Linked DNA regions of Mus musculus: region 2 is linked to region 1. The links are chromatin contacts, called in public HiChIP or PLAC-seq maps. All regions are on one chromosome and are shown on one strand. Each heading gives the region's core, a stretch centred on a gene start, on an enhancer-like site or on the middle of the called end of the contact. The rest is flanking DNA. Distances are from core to core; before and after follow the strand shown. Region 1 overlaps Dst (dystonin). Region 2 overlaps Dst (dystonin).

Region 1 (5,751 bases), core at 892-3,391:
AGAACAGTGCGGAGAGGCTCACTGCTTTAAAAAGTCTTCCCAGGCCTCGACGCATGGAGCTTTTGCTCTCTGGCTTTTTGCCTCTTTAAAGAAGGATTTGATGTAGTCAAAACTGTACGGAATATATTCTGTTCATACCAGGATGTTTAACGTTGTAATATTCTCCACGTCACTTGTTTTCTTCGTTTGGTTTTTGGAGACAGGATCTCAGCATGTAGCCCAGGCTGGCCTGGAACTTGCTGTGCCACCCAAGCTGGCCCTCAGACTTACTCTTCTCTCGAGCATTGGGACTACAGGTGTGAGTTACCAGGCCTGGTACACCATGTCTCTCATGGTGTAGGGTATCATCTTTTTTTTAATTGCTGAGTAATTGTCCATTGTTTAATGTCCCACCATTTAAATCTGTTTATCCAATGAAGGGCATCTTGTTTGCTTCCATTTTTGTTTTGCTAAACGAGTATAAAAGCTTCTATACCCATTGTGTGCATGACTTTAAGGACGGACTTGAAGTCTCAAGTAACTTAGGTCGAGGAATGAGCTTGGAGGATTTTAAGGATTTTAGGTTTGTACGACCTGTACTCTTTCTCTGAAGCGGCCCTGTCGTCCTCTGTTTGCACCAGCAGGGAATGAGAGTTCCCGTCATTCCGCGTCCACGTCAGCGTTGGATGATGTTTTGCTTAATCGATTTTGTGTTGCTATAGCAGAAGGCTGGATAAGTTATAAGAAAAGAGTCTGCTTTGGCTCCTGTTCTAACCCCAGGCAGCTACACCTGGTCTGTTTCTAGTTAGGGCCCCATGCAGTCTCTGACCGAAGCTGAGCTGTGGGAAGGAAGAATGCTAAAGCAAGTGTCCTTGGGAAAAGCTGTGCAGGAGAGGTCAGCGGAGGGGCCCAGTTTGCTTAGCCCACTAATGAGGATAGTGGATGCCTGCCTGCTCACCCTCGAGGGTGGCACCTCGGGCACTTCAGTGCACGGGAGAGCTAAGCCTCAGCAGGATTAGATGCAGACCTTGGCTCTGCCAGGTGACTTTCGCCATTGCCCTTTCAGACTTGAGCTTGGGTCATCATTGCTTTTAATCTGCAGTCCATTAGATGAGTCTGTTTCGATCTCTCCCCACTTTTCTTTGTGTGGGATTTTGGTGCGGGAAAATCAGAGCACATCTGGGGTCTCTCACTCTGCCAGGTGACCTCCGCCAGCTGGCTGCACCTCCACCCAGCATGTACTACTGCACGGTTTTATTTGGTTGCTTTTTTATTTTTTTATTGTTGTGTTCTAAGAGATCTTTGTACCGGTTCTGGAAAGCAGTACTTTGCAGTCATCAGTGGCCCTTTTAGCCCAACCTCCTTTGGATGCCTTTAAAAAAAAAAAAAAAAAAAGATTTATTTATTTATTTATTTATCTTGAGTGTTTGGATGCCTTTTTAAAAAAATCTATTTATTTATTTATTTATTTATTTATTTACTTATTTTGAGTGCACTGTAGCTCCCTTCAAACACACCAGAAGAGGGCATCAGATCCCATTACAGATGGTTGTGAGTCACCACGTGGTTGCTGAGAATTGAACTCAGGAATTTCGGAAGAGCAGTCTTAATGGCTGAGCCATCTCTCCAGTGCCCCCTCCCCCTTTTAAGTGTTTCTTCTCCACCTCTCTGTGTGTATGTGAGGATTATGTATGTGGTATATGCACATATGCATGTGTGTGTGTGCACATGTATACATGTGGGCACACCTTCATGTGAAAATCAGAGAGGACGTTGGGTGTCCTGCTGTGTCATTCTCTTCTCTCTTGAGATATAGGTCTCATGAACCTGGAAACAGGCTGGCAGTCAGTCATGTCCAATTCCCCCTGCCCCCTCCCCCTTCCCTGTTACCCCAGCACTGGGTTATGGACCACACACAGCATTTTTGGATTTGAATGTAGGTCCTTATCATTGCATAGCAGGCACTCCACAGCCCTCGTTTGATAGTTTTGCATGCCTATTTTATACATGTTCTTTTAGGTAAATGAGGGCCTGATTGATTATTTGTTTCATGTGGTCACAGTGTGTTGTGTACTGTGTGTTCTGTTTTGGCTGAGGACACTATGCATTGTGCCTACTTCAGAGAGTGTGTGTGGGCTTAGAGCTCAGCAGTCTGACACTTTGCTCTGGCATCTACATATGTGGCTGCAGGTCCCGAGTTCCACTTAGTTGGCAGCTATGATGCTGTATAACACTTGAGTCTAAAATTAGTCCAACTGTTCTATTTTAAGGGTGGACTGAAATTAGCTGTCCGTGCCTATGAAACAAGTGAACACTCACCTCTTGGGATACCAAATTGCTGCTTTTAAAATGTAACCAGGAGCAGAGTTAGAAGCTTGCTCTAAGTTTTTAGAATGTTTCTGTTACCGTGACTAGATTATATAGCCTGAATACCTGTGTGTACACTTGTAGACACGGCTTCACACAGAGTCAGAAGCACCCAGAGTTTTAGGCCCTTGCTCCTAACAGTTGATGATGCTTTTCAGTCAACCATCCTGCTTGCTTTTTCTAAGATCTAAGTTGAGATCTTAGAGAGAAATTGTGATCGGTTTCCTGTAACATATTTGAGCAGAACCTCAGCCCTCGGGTTATTTATCAGTGTTGGAAGTGCTAGAAAAGAGAAGAGCCCTTAAAGCAGTCAGCATTTGGTTGTTGGTTTTGTGGTCTTTGTGGTAACATCTGACCAACGAGGGTATTGAAAATAGTACACGAAAAAGCTTGGGTGAAGGTTAGGAGTTTATTTCAACCATTTATACAGTTTTACTTATTTATATTATTTTGTGTGTGCATGTGTGCCAATACATGAGTACTCTGGAGGTCAAAGGACAGCTCTTGGGAGTTGGTTATCTCCTTCTACCATGTGAGTTCTGGGTTAAACTCAGACTCTCGGACTTGGCAGTAGATTCCCTTCACTGCTGAGCCATCTTGCTGGCCCTAGGGCTTGGTTTCTTGTGTCGTATGATCTTTAAGTCAAGATTTATGTTTATGAAGACATTTTACAGTGTTCTCTGTATACCCTTCAGGTAATTTTTGACTTGTATAGTTTTCTTTTGAATGTTTCTGGTGGGTTTATGGCAGGATTGGAGGAGTCTAAATTGTCTGGGACGTGGTCCCCCATGCCTGTATAATCCCAGTACTCTAGAGGCTGAGGCAGTAGGATCCTAAGTTTGAGTCTAGCCTGGGCTATATGATAGTAAAACTCTGACTCAAAAAACAAACAAAACAACAACAAAACCAAAAACAACTCCCCCCAAAACACACACACATAACAAACAACAACAACAACAAAACAGTTTCAAGGATAATATAACCTTTTCATAGGAAAATAGATGTATACTGAAATACTAATCTTTTTTTTTCAACTTGGAAAACTGCATAGGAATTTAAATTTGTGCTCCAGCAGAATTAACATGATGTGCTAAAAGTAGTGACTTTTATAATTAGCCTCCCTCTGAAAACATTCAGTGAACACTGCTTCCAGCCTTTCCCCTAATTCTAGTCAGGAGTTAATTGATTATATGCTTCAAGTGAACAAATTAGCATATAATAGACCCCCTTCGCTACTGCCTTTTGTTTTATACTTGATATTTCCGTAGAAAACCTGGGGGGAGAGGACGCACTAGAAGCAGGCGCGGGATCGGCTCACCAAGTCAGAGCACGCAGAGAATTCTAGAAACTTCTGTTCTTAAGCTTTGAAACTGTGCTAAGGAAGCAGAGCCTGCAGAGGGGCCACAAGTCAGGGGCCTCTTAGCAGAGCTGAATTAGGTGAGACAGGGACCACTTCTCCCCGGGGAGGGATCTGAGAAGCCTGGGGTTTCACAGAGGAAGGCAGCATTTCAGTGGGCAGGAGCAGCCTTGTGTTGCCTGGTGTAGGGGCTGCTGTACACAGTTTTCTCTCACTTAATTTGGACAGAACGATGCCACACTTCCCTCCTCCACTGTAGAGAAACAATGCCCTGGTGTTCTTGTCAATATTTTCATAGAAGGGGGAAGGTTTTGCCTGTCAGTCAGTATTGAGCTGAACATGTCATGCTCTGTTTTAAAGAACGCTGTTATGCTGTATGGGCATATCCGAGGTTTTGGAAATCAGAGCAACTTTTTGTCGCGGCACAGCGGACAGGTGAAGATTGTGAGGCTTCTGTTGGTCTGAAGTGGTGCTCGTAGTAACCAGAGACCTGTGCCACTCTCTGGTGCAGCCTAGGCCTGACAGCCCCTTGGTGCAGGTGCCCAGGCTGCATAGCCGCTGATGGAGGGGTTGGCTGGACACTAGAATTCTGGATGGATGGCCATTTTCCTTCTGTAAGTAATCACGGTCTATCCTTATCACCTCAGAGCTGTTATTCTGTTACTAATATAGTTGGTAAATAATGTGTAGGGTGAGTAGCCTCAGTTTAAACAAGTGGCATTTTTTGAGTATGTTCAGGAGTTGTTAGAGACCCGTATTTAACAAAGAGAAACATGGCTTACTTTTTGTTTAAAGTGACTTTGGTTCCCAAAGTCTATATACTTAAGTGAAAATTTTTACTGGCTGTAGCAAGGGGAAACGTAATTATGTTTTATTTCCGTTGTGAATTGAGGTAGCTGAGTTTCACCTTGTGGTCCAAACTGATCTCATTATTAGAGGTGTGATTTCTGTAGTACCCTATGCTAGACGAGGAACAAGGTGAGGATACTGAGGGATGTGGGAAGATGGAAAGCCAGGAGCTCGAACTTGTAACATTTTAGAAAACAAGGGAGCATAAAAAGCAGAAGTAATCTCTTATCTGAATATGCAAATTAACCTTCTGGCATATTTTCCTAGACACTTGACTCTTTTATACTTAACATTTAACGACTGGGTTGTTGTAGATGAGGTTCTATGTCCCGTTTGTCTCCTGAGTGCTCCATGATGCTTCACGTATTGCTGTAAAACATTAAATCAAAAATACTTTAATAATGGTACATGCATTTCATTATGCGGTGATAAAAACAGTTTGACTGTGTAAGCAATGATTTCCTATTCTGATCGTTTGACTAATATTATGATATGATACTGTCTATCATCTTTGCATCTAATTGTGTGCTTCAGAAACAAAACCTTTTCAAGACAGAAAGTAGTCATATGGAATATAAAGCCACTTAACTATTGATTTTAGAAAATAGTACCTAGTGCAGGATTGATTAATTTAGAAAAGTGTTTATTTAATGTATATGGCATTTTGTCTACATGTACGTCTGTGCATCATGTGTATGATGTGCATCATGTGTATGTATCTCTTATAGGCCTAAAAGTCAGATGTCAGGTCCTCAGGAACTGGAGTTATAGGCAGTTTTGACCCACTATGTGGGTGCTGGGAATTGAACTCAGGTCTTCTGGAAAAGCAGTCAGTGCTCCTAACCATTGAGCCATCTTTCCAGCCTCCACGGTTGACTCTTTTCAAAATAGATACTTTTTATTTTCTGTATGTGTACTTACATGTAGGCTTGTGTACCACGTGCACCCGGTGCCTGCAGAGGCCCAAAGAGGGCTTCAGCTCCCTAGGAACTGAAGTTACAGGCAGTTAGTTGTGAGCTGTCCAATGTAGGTGCTAAGCACTTACATGGACCCACATTACCAGACCTCAAGTGGAGTCTTGAGTTATATATTTAGTTTAAAAGTTCTGACCATTCTGAATTGTAGGGAAATGGATAATAAAAAGGAGGTCCGGGTCAGCCCACGGTGATGCATACGCTTTTAATCCTTGCACTTGGAAA
Region 2 (5,751 bases), core at 1,496-3,995, 110 kb after region 1:
TTTGTGGAACATGCTATCACTTTTTTTTTTTTTAAAGCAACTTGGAAGCAGCAACTAAAAATGTGTTGATTACACTTCTCTCTGCCAAAATAATCAGATTGCTTCTGAAAGAATTGTCTTTAGAAGCAACATCTTAACTTGAAAATATGTTCTGTGTTGACCACAATTCAGTGTGGAATTAGACTTTGCCTGACTGCAGTCGCAAGTGGTGTGAATCAGAGTGTAAGCAGCATTCCTCCTGATACATTGACCTCAGTTTACCCTGAGATGTCTACAGGACACTATTGCCTCCTCATTTTATATGGAAGCAAATTGGTGCCCAGAGAAGTCATGGGGGAGGGAGGGTGGGACTGAGTAGTAGCTGCCACGCTCCGGCCCAGACCTCCTCTGTGGATGCATATACCTGAGTGACAAACTTCTTGGTTTAGAAGAAGAACACCCTGTGCTTGTTCTTCTTCCCTAGCTATGGCTTTTGTTCATTCTTAATGCTGTTTAAATTCTCACAAAGAATGTTTTATTCTGATAAAACATGCTAAGAAATCTGGTTTCTGCTTGACAGTATTTTTCCATCTAACCGAGTCTGAAGGTTTCTGTTGCTGTCATGAAACATGACGACGCTGAGCAACTGGGAGAGGAAAGGGCTCATTCGGCTCACGCCTCTACAGCACAGTTCATCAGTTAGGGAAGTCAGAGCAGGGTCCTGGAAGCAGGGGCTGAAGCTGCAGCCTGGGAGGAGCTCTGCTCGCTGGCTTACTTCTGCTGCTTTCCTATAGGACCCAGGGCCTCCAGCCCAAGGGTTGCACATCCCACAGTGAGATGGTCCCTCCCATATCAGTCATCAGTCAAGAACGTGGCCCCACAGCTGTGCCCACAGGCCAGTAGGAAGCATCCCAACTTTCCTTCCCCAGATCGCTCTAGCCTGTGACAAGGTGACAGAAGACTAACTAGCAAACTGTGTAAAGGGTTAAGGACTTTATGTCTGTGTAGGTGACCCTTGACCAGGGGTCATTCCCACGCCCACCATCTGTCTCAGAGGTCGGCTCCCATATTACTAGAACAAAGTGGTTCATCAGTGGCAACAACTCCTAGAGTGTGGTAGAATACAGAACACATTGGAGATCTTCATTCAGAAAACTTAACGTTAGGTCTTATTATCCCCATCCCTAAAGTGGGTGTGGCTCCCTGTCCCATTAAATGAGGTGACATATAAATAGAGCGGATGCAGAGTGCTTCTTGACCCTTTCATCATTATTTCCTGTGGATTCGGGGAAAGCCTCTAACCAGCCTCTGAGGCGAAAAGTTTTCAAAAGCTCTACCAAGACGTTCCCTTCTGTCCCGCCATCCCAGAGCATCTCACACAGCACAGCGAGGCTGCTGTAGCCTGTGCTCCTTGTTGCCTCTCATCTTCTCCCTCTCTTCAGCCATCCCAGATCAGTGTGCTCCTCTGCAGATGCCAGAGTTAGCTTCAAGCTTGCAACTATTCACAGACATTCTCCTGAGGGAAGCCAGTTCTTTGAGTCAACTTTGGTTGTTTACCCCCTCCTAGGATTCACTTAAGGCATTGAGTTGCTAGGATATGAGAGAATACCAGAGGCAGATCTGCAGGTCTGCAGGGAGGAGGGCTGCCAGTGAAGGAAAAATATCAGTTTATTTGAGATAGAATCTTTTACTATGTTGCCTATGTTGGGCTTGACTTTCTGGATACTCAAATAATCCTCCTGCCTCAGCCTCCTGAGTAATCACATGTTACCACATGCAGTTTACTAAGAGCTCTGTTTCTATTTATCTTATGAGCCCTGTTGTCTCCTATTTATGAGAGAGCCAGGCATGCCAATGCCTCAGGAACCATGTGACGTTCTGGGTACTAGCCACCCTGTCCCAATTGAAACTGACACTCCCATGCAGGAGAGCTTGAGACTTCAGAACAAGGGGATGGCCTTACAGGATGATGTCCATAGCCGTGGCTCCTGTCTCTGTTAATCTTGGAAAGTGATGTTAATTTAAGCAGTTGAGCAGTGGCTGCTGAGGATACATCTGTTAATACAGTTTTCTTAATGTGGAAGAGAAATTTCACTCCTACAAACCCTGAGCTGGAATTTAGGGGACCTAGATCCAAGCAAGAGGTTAGACCCTTAGGGGCTGGTGAGATGGCTCAGTGGATAAGACCACTGACTGCTCTTCCAAAGGTCCTGAGTTCAAATCCCAGCAACCACATGGTGGCTCACAACCATCTGTAACGAGATCTGATGCCCTCTTCTGTGTGTCTGAAGACAGCTACAGTGTACTTACATATAATTAATAAATAAATCTTAAAAAAAAAAAGAGGTTAGACCCTGGGCACAGTGTCTTTCTTTCAGTTTGTTGGCCATTAAAGTGACAGAAGTTCCCCAAGTGGCTCTGCTGTTTGTCAGTCTGAATTCTCTGATTCCTTAGTCTTCTGATCTATAGCCTTACCTACAAGAAACAGCTTATGTTGGCATTCCTAGTTTTTGTGAACATTAACTAATAATCAATTCGATGAAAGTTTAAAAAAAAACCACGTAATTATTTTTAAATACTAAAAATGTACACACGAGGCTAGGATATATAAGTCTTCATCAAAATGCTTGCCTAACTTGAGCATGGCCATACTGAAAACAAATTAATAAAATGTGGATAAATTTTCAGGGAGTGTTGGCGCCAACCTTGGAATGGCCTGTGTGCATGCCATGATGATGACGATATCTGTAAAAATAGGACGTCCCTGCTTCCCAGTCGTCTGGTCTGGTTGACTTTGCACAGAGGCCATTCTCGTTCCCTGCTGACTCTACAGTGATAACGTTCCTCACTTCCCAGTAAATGAGCCGTCAAGCAATAAACTGAGAATCAAATCGGGGAGCTAGCTGGGATACAGTAGTGGGTTTTTTTTTCACCCCCAGACCATGTCCTGTCAAGCTTGGGAGGGCTTTCTTCCTTTTTGTTCTTTTAGAAAAATAATCAAGGTGAAGTTCAGCTTCTCTACTTGATACTGGTTATTCTCAAATAGCCTCAGCTTCTGCTCCTTTTGAGGCACTTACGTGTGGTGGTCAGTTTATCTTCTTTTACTGCAAAGCGACATTGATTGTTCATTCCTGCAGTGGCAAGGTTTGCAGAGATTCACGTGACAGTATGCAGTCATTCTGACTTATGCCTGGTTCTCCCTTTCTCTCCATCCCCACACCTCCTTATTAAGTAGACATCTAACATCCGTCTGATGGGTCTGTATTAGGCAGAATATGAAGAGAACATTCTAAGGGTATATATAGAGAGCATTTGGTACATACAGCCAGATGTGTTCATATGATTTCATCAGAAAACCAGGGGTGGTGGTGGTTGTTACTTGGTTCTAGAAATATCAGCAGAGTCCAGCTGTGGTTGCAGAATAAAGAACAAGCCAGGCATAGAGATGCACACCTTTAATCCCAGCATTTTGGAGGCAGAGACAGGAAGATCTCTGCAAGTTGGGGACCAGTCTGGCTTAGCGTATTCTTTATTCTGCAGCCACAGCTACATAAAACAAACAAAAAGAAACAAGAAGGAAAGAGAATAAACTGCACTGCTCATGCAGGTAGGGCAACCCTCAGCGTAGATGGTTGTTAGCTAATCTGTAGGCAGGTTAGTAACTGGGAACTACTCTGTAAGCCAGCTTCCGATGGGACTCGGGGAAGTGTTTGCATTTGGTGTAGAAATCCTGAAGACCGTTCTTTCTTACTTAGAATCATATATCAGAAGGGATACGTAGAGAGGTAGATGGCAGCTGCCACTGCAGACTCTGCTGTGCCCTGGACAGGTTTACTTCGTGAGGAACAAATAGCACTTCCTCATTCATTCTGTGAAACTTTGATCATCCCGTTCATCCATGTGTGAACGGCAGAAAGCACACAATGGCTGGCGTGTTTCTATTTTGGCACGCTCAATGGGTCAGAAATCGCATGTGTGAATGGAACTAGTTCTATCTTGTGGATTTAAGGTAGAGCCTGTGATTAGCTTCTCAATTTTGACAGTTGAAACCGAAAAGGGACCAAAGATCACAGAATTTGCCTAGTTGAAAAGTTAAATAGCATTTCCTTGTGTTAAAGGCTGGTGTCAGTAGTGAATAAGACGTCTTAAAAGCATACCAAAGACATGACAGTCCATACCCTCAGATTTCTGCCATTCGGGAAGATGGCGGAGGTTTTGCTAAGGCTGGAATCACTGGAAGCTCAAACACAACATCATTTTATATTGAAAGCGACTTTGAAGCTAACTTGGGCTTTGGTAGTTAAAAGAGCCATCCCTCTAACCCTGGGTGGAAAACTGTTACAAATCCTCTCCCTTTGAAGGGACAGCCTGTGTATTTAACATGACTGGTTCTCCTTATGCTTATCTGTGAGCACAAGGACCTCCTTACCCACCCCCAGCGTTTCCTGGGGTGAATATTTGAGTACATGCTGTGGTTGAAGTGAGCAAGAGTATCTGAGCAAGGCACTGGGGTGCTGAGTTGAAGAGACACTGGAGTACTTGTTGTTCATTGTATGAGAGTTGCTTAGGGTTGAGGGAGAACCAGAGAAAAAGAATGTAGAGGTTCAAGATGCATCATGGATGACAGAGCTTTTGATGTGTGGGAACTGGGCAAATGGCGGGGCCATTCCCTAAGCTAGGAATGTCGTTGGGACTGCATGGCTCAGAATGAGAAGTCTGGTGTCAAACACATTGAATTTTGAAGGTCATGGCGTGCATCTCTGTGGGTATCTCTTAAGGGTGAGGGTGGAGCTGAGTGAGTGAGTGAGTGAGTGAGTGAGTTAGTGAGTGAGTGAGAGAGTGTGTGTGTATGACCAGTGGGAGAGATTGTGCTGGGAGTTAGTGTTTGAGATTAATAGGATTGGCTTGTTTCAGGCTCATACCAAGGATGCTGAATTTGAGTGAGTGAAGAAAGTGGAAAAGTTTTCCACATTAAGTGGAGATGAGGATGGGGCTTGTAGAATGCACTCAGATGCCTAACAGGCACAGATCCATGATTTTGGAGTAGAATGGCAGCATCCTTTAATGGGAAAAGTGAGATCTTTGTGACCCTAGGCACATTGGTTTGAAAGCATCCCCAAGGCCTAGAGCACTTTGCTGCAGGTTGAGTTAGGATTGAGGAGGAGACTGGAAACTCAGTCAAAAGCGAGGATCCACATCAGGTACTTAGGAGGCGTAGGTTGTCATGGGATGCGACTTCTGGCAAGTCTGCAGTTGTGGGAGGCAGATCAGATCGGGAATCGTGAATCAAACACACACCACAGGTGGAAAAGCTCAGCAACTGGATGATCACCTCATTGAGAATAGCCCGAGAAGCAGAAGATGAGCCCTTGTGTTAGCTGTTGATGTGAGCCATGCTTCGTGACATAATTGAATGTGCATTTTTAAATTAGAGTTTTAAAAGTAGTGTGCATGTGTGTAATAGTTGAAACTAGTCTAGAATTCACCTGTTGAAAATTATTTAAAAATAAGACCCACATTTTTTGGTCACTATTGCAGACCTGTAAACTCAACTTTGCCATCTCTCAGGTAGCATAGCATTCACGCTCGTAAACACACTGGCACTTCGTTGTTGAAATTTACTAACTTTGCTCATTTATGGATTATGACTTTTGTAACTGGATTGGCCCAGAATGTGCTTGAATCAGCTAGAAACAGCAGAAACTGTCCTCTATACATTGAGAATTGGCAAGAATATAAAGTACGGGTTTTGTGTCTCCCTTTGTAAAAAGG

What was found. HiChIP or PLAC-seq counts read pairs in DNA pulled down with a chosen protein or histone mark.
Region 2: an H3K27ac HiChIP or PLAC-seq map of heart atrium shows a contact between it and region 1, with 5 read pairs. The contact joins two enhancer-like sites. A contact is called at or near these places in 16 of 484 Hi-C or Micro-C datasets (the C2C12 cell line, the HL-1 cell line, the Patski cell line and 9 more), 6 of 115 datasets of contacts at active chromatin or transcription factors (the NIH/3T3 cell line, cardiomyocytes, embryonic stem cells and 3 more) and 3 of 9 other capture datasets (adipose tissue, liver and pancreatic islet).

The regions. Positions count from the first base shown.
Region 1 is chr1:34,019,595-34,025,345 of GRCm38.p6, forward strand. The region is part of intron 4 of Dst (dystonin); the gene reads left to right. Among named protein-coding and RNA genes, the nearest start is that of Mir6896, 95 kb to the right of the region's middle. Within about 2 kb of position 2,142, at least 39 of the 459 cell types and tissues checked have an H3K27ac peak or open chromatin away from gene starts, as enhancers often do. A contact at or near this core is called in cardiomyocytes, heart atrium and muscle stem cells, where this site is marked.
Region 2 is chr1:34,127,131-34,132,881 of GRCm38.p6, forward strand. The region is part of intron 8 of Dst (dystonin); the gene reads left to right. All of the region lies in intron 2 of Gm51742 (a long non-coding RNA gene), which reads right to left. Among named protein-coding and RNA genes, the nearest start is that of Gm51742, 5.1 kb to the right of the region's middle. Within about 2 kb of position 2,746, at least 38 of the 459 cell types and tissues checked have an H3K27ac peak or open chromatin away from gene starts, as enhancers often do. A contact at or near this core is called in cardiomyocytes, heart atrium and muscle stem cells, where this site is marked.